Linked DNA regions of Pan troglodytes: region 2 is linked to region 1. Evidence: chromatin contacts called from public Hi-C data. All regions are on one chromosome and are shown on one strand. Each heading gives the region's core, a stretch centred on a gene start, on an enhancer-like site or on the middle of the called end of the contact. The rest is flanking DNA. Distances are from core to core; before and after follow the strand shown.

The links. Hi-C and Micro-C count contacts between places; a contact is called where the count stands out from the background.
Region 2: a contact with region 1 is called in a Hi-C map of stem cell-derived neural progenitor cells, with 2.2 times the contacts expected there. The contact joins the enhancer-like site here to the promoter of DYRK1A in region 1. A contact is called at or near these places in 1 of 7 Hi-C or Micro-C datasets (stem cell-derived neural progenitor cells) and 1 of 1 datasets of contacts at active chromatin or transcription factors (stem cell-derived excitatory neurons).

Annotation. Positions count from the first base shown.
Region 1 is chr22:38,067,212-38,070,441 of NHGRI_mPanTro3-v2.0_pri, forward strand. It overlaps DYRK1A (dual specificity tyrosine phosphorylation regulated kinase 1A), which reads left to right and starts at 1,976. Exons shown (of 12, transcript XM_009424841.5): 1 at 1,976-1,997.
Region 2 is chr22:38,206,025-38,209,169 of NHGRI_mPanTro3-v2.0_pri, forward strand. It overlaps DYRK1A (dual specificity tyrosine phosphorylation regulated kinase 1A), which reads left to right. Exons shown (of 12, transcript XM_009424841.5): 10 at 2,475-2,781. Among named protein-coding and RNA genes, the nearest start is that of DYRK1A, 140 kb to the left of the region's middle. Within about 2 kb of position 1,352, at least 2 of the 24 cell types and tissues checked have an H3K27ac peak or open chromatin away from gene starts, as enhancers often do. A contact at or near this core is called in stem cell-derived neural progenitor cells, where this site is marked.

The DNA.
Region 1 (3,230 bases), core at 726-3,225:
ACTCTAGAACGTGCTGGGTAAGTGCAGGCTGTTACTACCTATGAGCTGAGGGCCTTTGCTTTTCAAGGTGAATAGTCTATGAATAAACACATCTGTAAGTGAATCTAATGGGAAGATTCTTAGATGACAAGGATTTCATCTGTGAACCAGGTCAGCTGGCATCTATACCGGAGTCCTTCCGGCCTACATGTGGTCACTTGTTTGGAGCCAGCTGTAATTTACAGGTTACGTTTTTAGGTGAAGCCTGTATAAAACCATTTTACAGCATTCCAACCTGGCTATGACATTCATTGACCAATGTTGTCTAAGGCTGTCACACTGGGGAGAAAAGGGGTGCAGCCTTCTAGATACGAAGACCAGCAATGCCTTCTATACCCGCATGTTTATAATCTCAAGATTCTGCCCCACTACGATATCTTCTAGGTTGATTTGAACTGAAGACAAGGACACATATCTTGAGGCATTGTCATATTCTGTTCAGGTTACCTGGAAGATTAACTATACAAGTTTCTTCCATTACCAGGAATAAAAATTTGAGTCAAATTTAATTTAGTATTAAAGGTTGCAAATGCTGACGTGCTCTGATAGAAGCGAAAGCTTGGTGAATGGGCTGGGATGGGGTGGGGGCAGGAAGGAGACCCACAAGCAGAGAGGAAGAAGTTGGTTGTATAGGTGGAAGCTTGAGCTTGGGAGGAACCAGGTAGGGACCTCTCCTCTGAATAAGGGGCGCTCTGGGCCACTTCCTCTTTCTTCAAAACAATTAAGTTGACCGTGGACCTTAATCACACTAGCAGGGCAATTTTGAAACAATAATCCGAAAGAACTTTTGCCAGCTACGGCAACTTTTTTATATCATGGAGATGAGCCTGAAAGCAAGCTATTTGCCCGACCACTTTTTGACCAATTTATTTTCGGTTTAGTCAGGTTTCTTCCAAGTCTGTGCTAATCTGAATGGTTACCTTAGTAATTACTTTTTGACTAATTTATTTTCGGTTTAGTCGGATTTCTTTCAAAGTCTGTGCTAATCTGAATGGTTACCTTAGTATATCAATGTCCTAGTAACTGTAGCAAGGACATTTTTGCTGGAAATCATTTAAAGCAGGTGTATTTGAGTCATGTAGCATAGACAGCGGCATTTACTGCGAGTTTTTTACATCTAATATTGTTTATAAGATTTTATCTGTTGTCACATTTGTGAAGTTTATGAAAAAAATTGGTTATGAACACTATCACAAGGTGGCAAAATCAAGCTTAGAAATCAATTAGTGACTCTGCTGTAAAATAGTATATATATACACACACACTCTTTTTAGGTATACATTTATTAAATGCCATTAGAGTTGGTACAAAATACAATTTTTAGCTGGTGGCTCTCTACCGATTACAACGCAGCCAGCACAGCATACTTGGGTTTTCACCCAGCAATACACAGCTGGGGAGAAGGGGTAAGAATAAAAATCAGCGAAAGCCAGGATATTAATAAAGAGTTTTGATGGTTAAGGACAAGCAGGCGAATTAAGACTCTGGAAACCGAGAAGGTGTACAGAAAAGAAAACCAGAGAGCTGGACGACAAGGACACAGTAACAGCACAAGGGGATTCATCTAAGGGGCATTCCGATGGAGCAGGCAGGCTGCGCCCAGAAAGGTGGGGAGGGGTTGGAAGCAGATGGGCAGGCACGGGCGAGCGTGCACAGCCTGAAAAAGTTTTCATGATGGCTCCAGCCTAATTTCCCAACGCTGGTCTCGGGCGCCACAAAACCTGGGCGGCCCGACCGGAGCCGGGTGCCAGCCTCAGGGCCGCCGGGCCCGGCGCAGCGTCCGGAATTCCTGCGATGTCTGGGGCGCGGCGGTGGCTCCTCCCCGCCCCCACCACGGCCTCCGCCGGCATTTTCCGGCTAGGAGGCCCGCCAGCCCTTCGAAGAACCGGCTCCACGCGCGGACGGTCGCGGCCGGCGCGCTTCCCGGGGAGAGAGGCGAGCGCTGCGCCCGGACCGCGGTGAGAGCCCTCCAGGCCCGGGCGCGCGGGGTGGGCTTCCCGGGTCCCCGCCCGAAGGCCGCGGCGCCCCTCCCCCTCCCCCGCCCGGGGCAGCCCGCCCCTCCCCCCGGCGCGGGCGGGGCTGCGGTCGCCGACGCGGAAGCGCGGGGCGCTAGGGCTGCGGGGGCGGCGGCGCGGGAGGCCGCGCGCGCTCCCCGGGCCGCAGTCGGCGCGGGCGCGGGGCGGGGCGAGGCGGCCCGGCGCTCGCGCACAGGCCTGGCCGCCGCCTCGCCCCCCCTTCCCCAGCCCCTACCCTCCCTCGGCCTAGCCGTCCCCCTCCTCTCCCCTCCCCCGGGCGAATCACGCGCCCTCCTCTGACACTCGTAGCGGACCCGAGCTCCGAATTTATCCTTCACGTGACCTGAGGGGGTTGGGTGGTTGGCTGGGGACAGAGGGGGAGACGGAAAGGAGGGAACGGAATCTGCCGTTACCTGAGCAACAGGCCCCGCCCGCCGGCTCGGTGCCGGGGGGCGGGAGGAGGACGTCAGCACGTCAGCCGGGGTTTTGCGTTTTGATTGACAGTTGCTATAGCGACCGGGTCGGTCCGTCGCCATTTTGTTGGTTGGTTTTTTTTTAAACCCTTTCGCTTCCCGCCCGAATAATAATAAAAAGCCCCATTGGAGTGAGGCGGGGGTGGCGGCGGCAACCGCGGCGGGGGTATCCGGGGAGACTGCTGCTGTCGCTGCTGCTGATCGCGGCCCAGGTCGGCCTCAGGGAGCGGACACCCCGAGCGGGGGGTGCGGGCGCCGCCGCCGCCGCTTCTGCTGCTGCTGTTCCTGCTGCTGCTGTTGGTGCCGCTGCCGCCGCCGGCGAGCGGGCGGGACCGGTGTGAGTGCGAGTGTGTGTGCGAGGGAGCGTGTGCGAGGGCGAGTGTGCGCGCGAGTGTGCGGGTGTGTGCGAGTGTCTGTCTGTCTGTGCGGGGACTCGGGGGCGGGCGGTTCGGGCTCTCCTGGCGGAGGAGCCGCCGCCGCCGCCCGGGCCCCGGCGCTTCTCGCTGCGCAGGTTCGGAGCGCGCGCCATTTTGTGAGATTTACAAAATCCTCCTCGGGAAGAAGCCGCCGGCAGCAGCCGCCGCTCGGCGCCCGGCTTCGCCGACGCCGCCCTCTGCGCCGGGCCGGGCCGTGCGGCCCCGCCGCCTGGAATCGGGGCCCGGGGACTGCGGTATTTGCCGGGGAGGGGGCTGTCGCCTCCCCG
Region 2 (3,145 bases), core at 102-2,601, 140 kb after region 1:
TGAATTCTCTCAGCAGGTGTTGATCTGAAAATACTTGTTTACCTTTATTTTTTGGAAGATATTTTCAGTGAATATAGAATTATAGATTAACTTCTTTCAGCGAAAGAAAAAGATGTTACAATATTGCTTAAAGATGTATTGACTTTTTTTCTGGATTACACTGTTTCTGTAGAGAAGTCAGTGGTTATTCTTAGCATTGTTCCCCTGCATATAATATTTTCCCCCTCTTCCCTCTGGCTGATTTTAATGTTTTCTCTTTGTTTGATTTCCGCAGTTTGACTATTTACCTAGGTATGATTTTCTTTGTATTTTTTCTCCTGGGAGTTCACTGAGTTTCTTGGATCTGTGGGTTGATCTCTATCATCAGTTTTTGAAAATCCTCAGATACAGTCTTGCCAAATATTTGTTCTGCTTTCATCTTTCTTCTAGTTCTCCAGTGATGTGTATGTTACAGTGCTGAATATTATCCCAGAGGTCTCTGTCTGGTTTATTCATTCTGTTTGTGTTTTTAATTTGGATAATTTCTTTTCCTATCTTCTCATTCACTGATTTCTTTTTTTTCCTTGTGCTGAGTCCAGTCTGCTGTTGAATCCATTAAGTGGATTCATGTGATGTTATTGTTATTTTTGAGACAGGTTCTCACTCTGTCACCCAGGCTAGAGTGCAGTGGTGTGATCATGGCTGATTACAGCCTTGACTTCCTTGGCTCAAGCAGTTCTTCTACCTCAGCCTCCCAAGAAGCTCGGACTGCAGGAGTGGTGCAACCACCATACCCAGCTATTAAAATTTTTTGTAGGAATGGGGTCTGGCTATGTTGCCTTGGCTGGTCTTGAACTCCTGGACTCAAGCAGTCTTCCCACCTCAACCTGAGTGTAGAGACATGAGCCCAGCCTATATTTTTTAGTTCTAGCATTTCTATTTTGTTTTAAATATAGTTTTTCTCTTCTGAAATTCTATATCTATTCATATGTTGTCCACTTTTGAACTAAATTGTTTATTTATCATAATTTATCAGAAGTAATTTATCATAATTATTTTAAAGTTCCAGTCTGCTATTTTCAACATCTGCACCATTTATTTATGTGTATCTTCTATTGGGTTTTTTTCTTTTCATGTGATTGTGGACGTCATTTTTAAAAAATGTTTGTAATTTTTAAATGTGTGACAAATTTTCTTTGCTTAAGAACAGTTAAAGATGGAAGTGAGTCATATTTTCCCTCAGAAAGAGGCCTCTTAACTCTGTCAGGCCCCTCATGTGGGGCTGAGTTGATCTCTTTTGTAGCTTAGCTGACTCTGGGCTTTGCTTGTTTGACTTAGATTCTACTCCCCACTGTTTTCATATGTTTTGAGCTGGGATCAGGACATTCCCTTCAGCAGTGTTTGTGTCTTTAGAACCAGGGAAAATCTAGTGGTCTCTATACATTACTGCCCAGTCAGCAGCCCCACTCCTAACTCTCTGTGCCTGGGAGATCGCCTTCCTCCTGCTGTACTGCCCCATCCTTCTGTCTGTCCACTCCTGGCCATCAGAAGTTGGTTCAGACTTGGGCTGGAGTCTTCTCGCTCATCTGTGGCATACTTGCGCCTTCTCCCACTGCAGGTCTCTTCCAGGAGAGGCTTTTCATTTTGTAGAATTCAGGAGATTTTTGTTCCAACTTTGGATCCTCATACAGCTCTCTGATGGGTCTTTAAAAGGCAGTGATTTTATGACTTATTAGAGGAGGAACAATCATCTCACACATTTCTGCATTGTAACAGAAGTCAAAGTCTGGTGATGCTATTCTTAATAAATTCAATATTTATAGAGGTTTTAAGGGTTATAGTATTATCTGTCAAAAATGAGTTTTCAGGAAATCTCAACACACGTTAGTTTATTATTACATAGATTTTCTAAAGGGAAGCATACATAATTTTCTCCTACCATGAGCAGGTAGGGTTAGGCCAGTGCCTTTTTATGTAGAACATCCTTGGTGTCATTGCCATAGCTTTCTTGGGCTGCTGTTGCTGAAGGAAGTGTAACAGGTGCTGCGGGTGCACAGTTAGGTAGGAAAGAGGCTCCCAGCCAGGGTGAGCAGGGGCATGCGTGCTCTCTGTAAAAGACGAGAGAAAATGCTTTTAGCCTTGTGGACCTCTGCTGCATATTTTTTGTTTTTGGTTGCTTGTTTTTACAACCTTTGAAAACAGAAAAACCGTTTGTAGCTGGAGCTGTAGAAAACCAGGCTCTGCATCAGGCCATAGTTTACTGACCCCTGGGCTAAATGATCTTTGTAGCCATTTTTGGTCTCAGAATTAATGTTGAGCTGTAACCACCATGCATTTGGGATAGTAATGTGTGAAAAGGCAGAGGATTTAACTATGAAGTGTCCTTTTTAATAAAGGCCTCAACATATATATTTAAACATATTTGAAATTAAATTATGTGAGTGTTTACGTATTCCACCAAATTTAGAGAAAGCCTTTCATCTTCTCTCTCACAGGAGTACAAACCACCAGGAACCCGTAAACTTCATAACATTCTTGGAGTGGAAACAGGAGGACCTGGTGGGCGACGTGCTGGGGAGTCAGGTCATACGGTCGCTGACTACTTGAAGTTCAAAGACCTCATTTTAAGGATGCTTGATTATGACCCCAAAACTCGAATTCAACCTTATTATGCTCTGCAGCACAGTTTCTTCAAGAAAACAGCTGATGAAGGTACAAATACAAGTAATAGTGTATCTACAAGCCCCGCCATGGAGCAGTCTCAGTCTTCGGGCACCACCTCCAGTACATCGTCAAGCTCAGGTCTGTGCTGCTGCGGTTAGATTAGGCTTGGGAATGTTTTGTGTTTTCTTTATGAAAAAGTGGGATTATTTTAAAGTGTTGATTAAATTTGTTAACAGAGTGGGGAGCAGTTACTTTACTTAAATCTGTTCTTTGTAGTTAGTAGTAAATTCATCTCCCCCAAAGCTCCAATATTTAGTTACACATGTAATAAAATCTGCTTGGCAGTTGGAAATCTATTTACTAACCAGCATTTTAAATTACTTCTTAAATGGAATTTTTGTCCACATTGCTTGAGTTTTCCCCTGCCTTAACCAGACTTCATTGTATTTTAGTTCAGTGGTGGACGAGAGAGAACCTGGTTTTAGTCAGAGAATATGAAGAC